Regions from separate parts of the Macaca mulatta genome. Here region 2 is linked to region 1. A link is a contact called in public Hi-C data. All regions are on one chromosome and are shown on one strand. The core of a region is the stretch at or near the end of the contact, and the rest is flanking DNA. Distances in the headings are between cores, read along the strand shown.

The links. A called contact is a pair of places that touch in the nucleus more often than the background predicts.
Region 2: a contact with region 1 is called in a Hi-C map of fetal cortical plate, with 1.6 times the contacts expected there. The contact joins the promoter of ZNF227 here to the promoter of ZNF226 in region 1. A contact is called at or near these places in 2 of 14 Hi-C or Micro-C datasets (cortical neurons and fetal cortical plate).

Annotation. Positions count from the first base shown.
Region 1 is chr19:56,551,101-56,556,267 of T2T-MMU8v2.0, forward strand. ZNF226 (zinc finger protein 226) reads left to right here and starts at 2,203. Exons shown (of 8, transcript XM_077983224.1): 1 at 2,203-2,259; 2 at 2,868-2,918; 3 at 4,723-4,799. It overlaps LOC144337580 (a long non-coding RNA gene), which reads right to left. Exons shown (of 2, transcript XR_013410797.1): 1 at 4,950-5,167; 2 at 2,865-3,622.
Region 2 is chr19:56,598,148-56,603,314 of T2T-MMU8v2.0, forward strand. It overlaps ZNF227 (zinc finger protein 227), which reads left to right and starts at 2,727. Exons shown (of 9, transcript XR_013410792.1): 1 at 2,727-2,952; 2 at 3,275-3,433.

The sequences.
Region 1 (5,167 bases), core at 953-3,452:
GACTAACCTTGTATCTTGTGCTGCTATAACAGAATACCACAGATTAGGTAATTTATAAACAATATAAATTTATCTGTCACAGTGCTTGAGGCTGGGAAGTCCATAGTGAAGATGCTGGCAGGTTTAATGTCTGGTGAGGGCTGCTGCTTTCTGCTTCCAATATGGCATCTAGTTGCTGCATCTTCTGGAGGAGACAGGTGCTATGTCCTCATATGGTGGGAGCAATGAAAGAGCAAGAAGGGATTAAGTTTTAACAAGGTAACACCATCAAACTATAGCCTGTTGCAAGCAGGCCTTTTAAGTATAACAGCCTCAGGCCTATGTTAACTCTTTTCTGAACACAGGGCTTCAGAAATCCAGTACCTATATTCTTTTCTTTTTCTTTCTTTGTATGACCAGATACTACATTAGGTCATCTTCCTTCAAGGTAATTTGTAACCAAAACTAGTAGACTAAACCAAATAATTTCTTGCCCCTCCACCCCATAACTGATGACTGTAGGTACAGTCTACATCTACCTTCCTTGTGACCTGAGTCTTCAGGTTAGTCACAAGATAGCTGTAGAAACTGGGAGCTATCTGGCTTTATTTGTTTTTGGTTGGTGGTTGGTTGTTCACAGTCAAGAGGAGAGAACTGTCTCATTTCTAGTATTGTATAGTTCATGTCTCCCAAAATGCATGGCTACTCTAACTCCCATCCACACTCAAGATTAACTCCTTAGCTCTTACCTAGTATGCCCAGCCCTTGTGGGATAATTCAGTTTTGCCATCTGTGGGCTTGACTTTCCTGTTCATCTTTGGCCCTTGGGATTTCCCTGTCTTAGCTTTGAGTTTAGCTACATTTTAACACTTAGGGGATACTGTCACATAACATTTTTGTGTCTTTGAAAAGATCCACGATATTGTGCAATGATTACCACTATCTAATCCTAGAACTCTTTCGTCTGCTCCCAAAAGAAACCCCCTACATGAGCTGGGTGTGGTGGTGCATGCCTGGAGTCTCAGCTACTCAGGGGGCTGATGGGGGAGGATCACTTGAGCCCAGGAATTTAAGGCTGCAGTATGCTATGATCATGCCTGTGAATAGCCACTGTACTTCATTCTGGGAAACATAACAAGACGCTGTCTCTAAAAAAGTAAGAAAAAAAAAAACAAACCCTAGGTATTAACAGTCACTCCCCATTCCCAGCTACATCTCCCCAGGCCTGGAAACAACTAATTTACTTTCTGTCTCTATGGATTTGCCTATTCTGCACATTTGATACAAATGGAATCATACCACATATGGTTTCTTGTGTCTGGCTTCTTTCATTTGGCATAATGTCGTCAGAGTTCATCTATGTTGTAACATGAATCAGTATCTTGTTCATTCACATTACTAAATATTGCATTATATGGATAGACCACATTTTGTTTATCCACTCATCAGTTGATGGACATTGGGTCGTATCCACTTTGACTATTATGACTAATGCTGCTATGAACTTTTTTAGAACAAGTTTTTGTGTGGACATGTTTCAGTTCTCTTGGGTATTTACTTAGGAGTGGAATTGCTGGCACATAGCCCAAGATTGGGTGCCAGCAGATTCAGTGTCTGGTGAGGTCCCACTTTCTAAGTTATACATGGTCCTTCTGGCTGTGTCCTCACATAACTAAAGAGGCGAAGGAGCTCCCTCAGGCCACCTCTAAGAGAGCATTAATGCTAGTCATGAGGGCATTGCCCTTTTGATCTGATCACTTCCCATAGGTTCCACCTCCTAATACCATCATCTTGGGAGTTAGGATTTCAACATATGAATTTGGTGGGGGCCATAAAACACTCAGACCATAATAATACCTAAAGAGAAGTGAGGGATTCTGGGAAATGAAAACCAGGAGCTCAAGGTAGTTGAGTACTACCACATCAGAAGGTACTTCCACATCAGGTACTTCCACATCAGAAGGGTTGGATATTCCGGAAGTGTAGTCCAGGAGGGCGGTACTGTTCTGTTTTTCCCCCAACTCTAGTATTCTGTGATATGTAGTCCGGAGCTCCGTGTACTCGCACATACCTCAGCTACAGTTAAGGCTGTAAACATTTCCCCTGGAATCCTGGGAACTACAGTCCAATCTTTCCAGGTAGTTGTGGGCACTTCCGGCTCGAGGAAGGCAGTGCTGTGGAATTCTGGGAAGTGTAGTCCCGGTGCTCTTGATAATTGCAGGCACTTCCGCCCAGGAAGACGACGTAGCAGCCATCTTTTCCCCGGCTCTGGTGATTCAGGTCAGCTTCTCAGGAACCTTTCAAACTTCCCCGAAATGGGCTTGTGTCAACAACTAGCGGTCTTTTGTTTGGAGAAAAAAAGGAGTAGCGGCAAAGAGCGGCGGTTTGAGGGGCCAGGATGGTCTTTTGCGTTTCCCTCGACGGAGCTTGTTTGCATTGGGGGCGTAGTGGCTTCGTGCGGTTGGGGTGATGCTTCGTCGGGTTTGAAGGTCTCTTGGGCTATTCGCTCCCTCATTGTGACTCCCCCACCTGATGAGCCAGCCCTACCACTTCATACAGTATCACACTGGGCGAGTTAGTTAATCCCCGTACCTTCGTTTGCTGTTCTGAAGGAAAATGAAAGCCATACCTTCCTAATGTTTTGAGAGAAAACGAGGTAGTACAAAAAGTTTAAAACTGCCTGGCATGTGAATTACCAATACTACTAAAATTTCCCTAGAAACTCCCATTTTGTAGCGAACTCCTGGGAGCCCATGAAGCTGGATTGCCTCTGACCTCTTTTTAGGAAGGAGAGGGTTGCTTCTAACTGGTACTGGGAGATGCCACTGTGATGTATCGGGGATGGAGACATAATTCTAGTTATTTCACAGCCCCTTTTTCTTCCCCAGCGCTGACTTCTCAAAAAGCACTGCACAGAGGAGGAGGCAGCAGAGCCCCATGTGAGTAAGATTTGTTATTATTCTTGTTTTATTCACATAAATCAGAGAATGTGTGGGTCATGTATTTAGGCATGAGAAGTGGTTATAATTTAGCGTTAGTTGCTAAGTTCCATTCTAAGGGATTTATACAAATGAACACCTTTCCACTATACAGTGGCTCTGTGAAGTGATACTCTTTTTCCGAGGAGACTGGGACATAAGAACGTAACTTGTTTGCTGATAGCCACCCAGCTAGTAGGAGGCAGAGCTAGCATTGAAAGCGAGACAGTCTGAGTCTAGACCTGAGTTTTCTTTGGTATGTTCTCCATGAGCCATAGGCAACTGGCTGGTATCATGTGAAAATAGGTTGGGACTTCACTCAAGGTTTGGGCTATTCTGTTAGTTTTAAAAAATAGTGGCTGGGCGCGCTGGCTCATGCCTGTAATCCCAGCACTTTGGGAGGCTGAGGCAGGCAGACCACTTGAGGCCAGGAGTTTGAGACGAGTTTGGCCAGCATGGCGAAACCCCATCTCTACTAAAAATAAAAAATTAGCCAGCCATGGTGGCAAACACCTGTAATCCCAGTAGCTTGGGAGGCTGGGACAGGCGAATCGCTTGAACCCGGGTGGCAAGGTTGCTGTGAGCTGAGATCACACTGCTGCACTCCAGCCTGGGCAACTGAGCAAGACTCTCAAAAACAGAAAAGAGTTTTTAAAAATAGTTTTCTTGGCCGGGCACGGTGGCTCACACCTGTAATCCTAGCACTTTGGGAGGCCGAGGCGGGCGGATCACGAGGTCAGGAGATCGAGACCATCCTGGCTAACACAGTGAAACCCTGTCTGTACTAAAAATAAAAAAAATAAAAAAATTAGCCAGGCGTGGTGGCGGGCGCCTGTAGTCCCAGCTACTCAGGAGGCTGAGGCAGAAGAATGGCGTGAACCCAGGAGGTGGAGCTAGAAGTGAGCTGAGATGGCGCCACTGCGCTCCAGCCTGGGCGACAAAGCGAGACTCCGTCTCAAAAAAAAAAAGTTTTCTCAATTATTAGTTTTATTTGTTTCAAATAATAGAGGTAACACATAATCATGCAAATATAGAAATATATTTTTAAAATGTAAATTCGCCATGACCTTAGGATATAAAGATAACAACTATGGTTTTAGTGCCTTTCTGTCAAGTTTTTCTTGTATATATTTCTGTTTATTAGGGGTTTTTGGGGGGGGCGGGACTGAGTACAATGCAACACTACTCAATTGTTGTTCACAAAGCAGCAACGTTGGCATCACCCATTCTTGAGCCCTACCCAAGACCTTCTGATTTAGCATTTTTGCAGATAGGACCCAGAAATCTGCATTTCAACAAGATCCCAGGGCGATTAAGGTGCAAGTTAAAGTTTGAGAAGCTCAGGAAAAGGTCTTATCTGGAAACTCAGGACTAGAAAACTGACCCTGCCAGATGTCACAGATAAAACTGAGCTGGCCATACGAGAACCCTACTCAGTCCAGTGATTTTCTTTCCCACTAAATATTAACTGTCAAGTTTCTTTGCAAAAACCATGACATGAGTAGAAGGCAGCTGGCAAGTCTAGAGTCACAATGGAGGGACTTAGTGTCCTGAAGATCTATTTCTCCCAGGCTTTGGGGAGTAGATTCCTTGCCATCTTTGGTTCTGGAGGCCTTCTGTCTGAAGTGGGAAGATTAGCTACCTAGTTATTGTTAATTTAACATTAGATATCATTGCCATAGTTGTCATCATTGTCACGTCATCGTTATTATTGTGATTAATGACTGTTTCCTAATTTAACCTTTTTTTTTTTTTTTGGAGACAGAGTTTCACATTTGTTGCCCAGGCTGGAGTACAATGGTGTGATCTTGACTCACTGCAACCTCTGCCTCCCAGGTTCAGGTGATTCTCCTGCCTCAGCCTCCTGAACAGCTGGGATTACAGGCGTCCGCCACCATGCTCAGCTAATTTTTTTGTATTTTTAGTAGCGATGAGGTTTCTCCGTGTTGGCGAGGCTGGTCTCGAACTCCTGACCTCAGGTGATCCACCCACCTCGGCCTCCCAAAGTATTGGGATTATGGGCATGAGCCACCATGCCCAGCCAACTTTTTTTTTTTTTTAAATATAATTTCAAACTTACAGAAAAGCTGCAAAAATCATAGTATAAGGAAATCTCATATGCTTTTCACCCAGATTCATCAGTTGTTTATGTTTTGCCTGTTTGCTCTGTTAATGACCATCATCAGCCAGATATCACCAGGAACATACCT
Region 2 (5,167 bases), core at 1,477-3,976, 48 kb after region 1:
AGATCGAGACTATCCTGGCTAACATGGTGAAACCCCGTCTCTACTAAAAATACAAAAAACTAGCCGGGCGTGGTGGCGGGCGCCTGTAGTCCCAGCTACTTGAGAGGCTGAGGCGGGAGAATGGCGTGAACCCGGGAGGCGGAGTTTGCAGTGAGCCGAGATCACGCCACTGCACTCCAGCCTGGGAGACACAGCGAGACTCCGTCTCAAAAAAAAAAAAAAGAATTCCCAAAATGGATTTAGGAAAAAATAAAAGGAGATAATGTCAATATTAGTGATCCTTTATCTCACTTTTGGTGGGATGCACTTGCATATTCTTCTAGTTTTTTCACAGTAATCAAAAGTTGATATGTGGTTATTGATAATATTTTAATGATCAAAGCAAATTTTTGTAGAAACCTTCCATCCATAATTTATGTGTCCTGTGTTTATCACCTGAGGTTAACATTTGCTAACTTTTTATAGGGTAGTCATGAATCAGGCAGAATTTCCAATGTTTTAGGTGTATTTATTCATTTGTACCTGATATCAACCCTATTATAGTCTCCATTTTACAAATGAAGAAAAAAGGGACAGAAGAAATGGAAGCACTAGTATTTTAATCTAGGAAGCTTCATACTAAGTCTGTAATCTTGGCTACTACACACTACTTTTATTAGTTTCCAAGGCAAGAACTCACAGTAAATCTTCCTAGAGCAGGGAATATTTAAGCTATGGATGAAGACTGTCACCCAGGAGGGAAAAGAGTAGCAGATTATGACAGAGGGGACAGCAAATACAAAGAATTTGAGGCTTTTTGTAGGAGTACAAATAATCCACTATGACTGGACATGTAGAGTGGAAAGTGGATTTGAAGAGAGAAACAGCATCTGGAAAATTCCTGTTTGTGTGACTTGTTAAAGCATTTGAACCTTCTCTTAAGGGCACTGGATAGACATGCAGGTGAAAATAATCAAATTTCCATTTTAGGAGATATACTTAACCTCTCTCTGCCTCTGGACCCCAAAGAGTAAACTAGAGGACATTACATTATTTGTCTTAAAAAAGTTGTGAAAATGGGCTAAGTGCAGTGGCTCATGCCTGTAATCCTAGCACTTTGGTAGGCTGATGTGGGTGGATCACCTGAGGTCAGGAATTCGAGACTAGTCTGGCCAAGATGGCAAAACCCCGTCTCTACTAAAAATACAAAAATTAGCTGGGCGCGGTGGTGGTGCTGGGGGGTGCCTATAACCCCAGCCACTCGCGAGGCTGAGGCAGAAGAATCGCTTGAACCCTGAGTGAGGCGGAGATTGCAGTGAGCCGAGATTGTGCCACTTCACTCCAGCCTGGGCAAAAGAGCGAAACTCCATCTAACAACAACAACAACACGAAAAAAGAAAAGAAAAAAGAAAAAAGTTGTGAAAATATAGCGAGGGTCCCAGAGTCTGAATAGTTTGGACTAGTTCCTGGCACATACTTGGTTCTTTATAAGAGATAGTTATATATAACAGAATAAAGAATATATATTTAGTAAATGAGAACTGCAAACGTACTGTAGTGGATATGTGGATATTTTTAGATATTGCTCTCTTCTTTCAACCCTCAATTCTTGGAAACATCAATTCCATCATACATTTAATAAGCAAATAAAGATCATGGTTTAAACACTGAAGTAATAAACTTGTTCATCTTTCAGAGTCAGAAACTCCTTGAGGAATGAATACAGTGGCCTCAGTTGCTTTGAGGAGTTGATCATACAATATGCCAAAGCTTGTGTTTTCTATGTCTAGCTATCTTCAGCAAGCAAGCTATTCTGAATTATATGACTGTGCTATTAACAAAAGTGGAAATCCACAATATATTCTGCCTTCCTTGCATTTTTTGGTTGTTCTTTCATTCTTTTTGTAACTAAAGAGTAGTTTTCCTATTAGTTGATCCTGTTAAATGTGAAAAAGGGTTTCCCCTGCCTTTTTTGGGGACGTGGTGGGTATAATTCTATTAGTACAGGATCACATGATCTGCTTCTTATAAACGTTTGTTTTATTTTTTGTTTTTCTGAGACAGAGTCTCACTCTGTCACCCAGGCTGGAGTGCAGTGGCACGATCTTGGCTCACTGCAACCTCCACCTCCCGGGTTCAAGTGTTTCTTCTGCCTCAGCCTCTCAAGTAGCTGGGACTACAGGCGCGCGCCACCACACCCGGCTAATTTTTATATTTTTAGTAGAGACAGGGTTTCATCATATTGGCCCAGGCTGGTCTCGAACTCGTGACCAAGTGATCTGCCCCCTCCAGCCCCCCAGCCTCCCAAAGTGCTGGGCTTACAGGCGTGAGCCACCGCGCCCGGCCTATAATCTTTTTTTTATTTTAGGGCTCCAATTCTTCACACATTTGCTGTTACTTTTTGTTAATAAGAAAAACCTAAATTCCACTGAAATCAGAGAACTGCTTCGGCCTGGCTAAACAGCAAGAAGCCATAAAGGGGATTCTGGATGTTGTAGTCCGGGAGCTCCGAGAATTTGGAGGTTCTTTTGTCACACTCTCGGTAACCCTCTCTCACTCGCTCTTTCTCTTCCTTTTTTGTTTGTTTGTTTGTTTGTTTTTTAAGCGCGAAGAGGGCGACAGCTGGATGATTCTTGCTCCTGGGAATTCTGGGAAACGTATTCCAGAACTCTGTCCGGAAACAATTGGGCCTCAGGAGCGCGGGCCTTCTGGGAAGGGTAGTTCAAGAGCTCTGGGCAGGGAGAGCCACTTCCGCCCCAGAAAGCGAGGCTGCCACCATCTTTTGGGTCTGGGAGGTGAGTCAACCCGTCACCCACCACGACCCCTCTTGAACCTTTTCAGCCTCCGCTTGGGAATAGGCGCACCCCAGCCATCAGTCTTAGGATGGAGAGGTCGCGGCCGCGGCGGAGGCCGAGAGGCCGAGGGTGGAAGTTTGCTCTCCTCCTGGACTTGGCGAGCAGCGCCGCTACTTCTGTGGGTATAATAAACAGCGAGTTAACTATGATCCGCGCTCCTATTTCCTCATCTTTAAAATAGCAGTAAAGATAGTAGTTACTGGGTAGGGTTGTAATTAGAATTAAACAAGATAATACGCGTGAAACCTTAGAACAGTGGTGGCACCAGATACTGGGTTGGCTTGTGCTGGTTATACAGTGATTACCTCACAAGCGCCCTTGTTACTGGAAGCTCCAGTGAAGAGAGAAGAAAGGTCAGGGCTTTATGTCTTGACGTATCCTTCAGGAGACCGAGCTCTTTCCGAACTTTTACTGATTTTTTTTTTTTTTTTTTTTTTAAGGAAGGATTGAGTCCTCGAGCTCCAATGCGTGGGGATATTTACTGCCATTTATCCGGGATGGAGACTCCATCGTGCTGACAGCGTCCTTTTATTCACCGGCTCCTAATTCGCAAAGAGGAGGAAGGAGGGACTTCTTGGCTTCTCCCAGCATAGCCCCAGGTACCTGCTCTTGAACGCACTTTGTTGCTCCGTTTTCTGCCCTTTCAGTTAGTCAAGTTTCCTTCACTCAGTAAGTTACTACTGAAAAATGATGAAATATTTGTTGAATAAATGTGAGAGTGGGTAGGAAAGCTATTTGGAAATGAGTATTACCAATAACATCTTACCACTTTGATTTTAAGCCTTTCGTCTGTGGACCATAGCTATTGATGAAGTAGGTCTAGTTATTATGTTATGAGGCAATTAGGCAGAGCTTATGTTATTAAATACTTTCCCGAAGTTATTCAACTGATAGTAAGAGGTGGATTTGGGATTGAACCCAAGCATTCCTTTTCAGAGTGTGTGATCTTTTTTGTTTGTTTTTGTTTCTTCGGTTTTTGTTGTTTATTTTCTATTCCTTTTTCAGTGTCTGTGATCTTAATGATATAGTCATCTTCAGTTATCTTAAATAGTAATCCATATGGCTACAGGTGAGTCGTTGGAAATCAGCCTTGGGAATGTAGGTATAGATTTTACTGTGGAAGACCTCAAAAACTGCACTGATGAATTTTGAATTTTTTAGAAAAATCTTACAACATCTCACTTAATTTCATTCCATGTCAAAATATGTCATATTCTGGTTATAGAAGTAATGAATGCTTATTATAGGATGCACTATCCAATCCAGTAGCTGTAAGCCATGTGTGCCCTAGGAGCACTTGAAATGTGTCTAGTTCAAATTGAGATGTGCTATAAGTGTTAAATACACACTGGATTTCAAAAACTTTGTGCAAAAAGTGTAAGATGCCTTACTGACAATTTTTTGTATTATTTGTCAAAATGGTAATATTTTGGATTCAATGGCTTAAATAAAATATATTGTTAAAATTAACTTTGCCTATTTTTGTTTGTTTTTGTTTTGCCTTTTTTATATGTCACTGCTAGAAAATTTAAAATTACGTATGTGTCTCAGTATATTTCTATTGGACAGTGATTCAGAAAACATAAGAATAAAGAAAAAATTACTTATAATAAAACTGCTGACACTTTATAGTGTTTCTCTTTAGTATTTGCTATGGATGTTTCTCAAAATAGGTTTGGTATTCTGTGTAGTTTTTTTCTTAATATATTATGAAAATTTTCTTTTTTTCTTTCTTTCTTTCTTTCTTTTTTTGTGATACGGAGATTCACTCTTGTTGCCCAGGCTGGAGTGCAATGGCACAATCTCAACTCACTGCAACCTCCACCTCCCAGGTTCAAGTGATTATCCTGCATCAGCCTCTTGAGTAACTTAGGGATAGCAGGTGTGTGCCACCATCCCCAACTAATTCTTGTATTTTTGGTAGAGACAGGGTTTCACCATGTTACTCAGGCTAATCTCAACCTCCTGACCTCAGGTGATCCGTCCACTTCGGCCTCCCAAAGTGCTGGGATTATAGGCATGAGCCACTGCGCCCAGCTGAAAAATTTCAAGCATATTCAACTGTCAAATGAGTGGTGCAGTGAATCTTGTGTAACCAACACAACATTTGCTGCAGACTATCTCCACCTCCTTCCACCCCCGCTCCTTTAAAAAAAAAAAAAAAAAAAAAAAACAAACTAGATTGTCTTAAAGCAGGAGTCCCCAACCCCTGGGCAGCAGACCTGGTACTAGCCTGTGGCCTGTTAGGAACCTGATGGCACAGAAGGAGGTGATTGGAGTGGTACCACCTAAGATCTGCCTCCTGCCAGATTAGCAGGGGCATTAGATTCTCA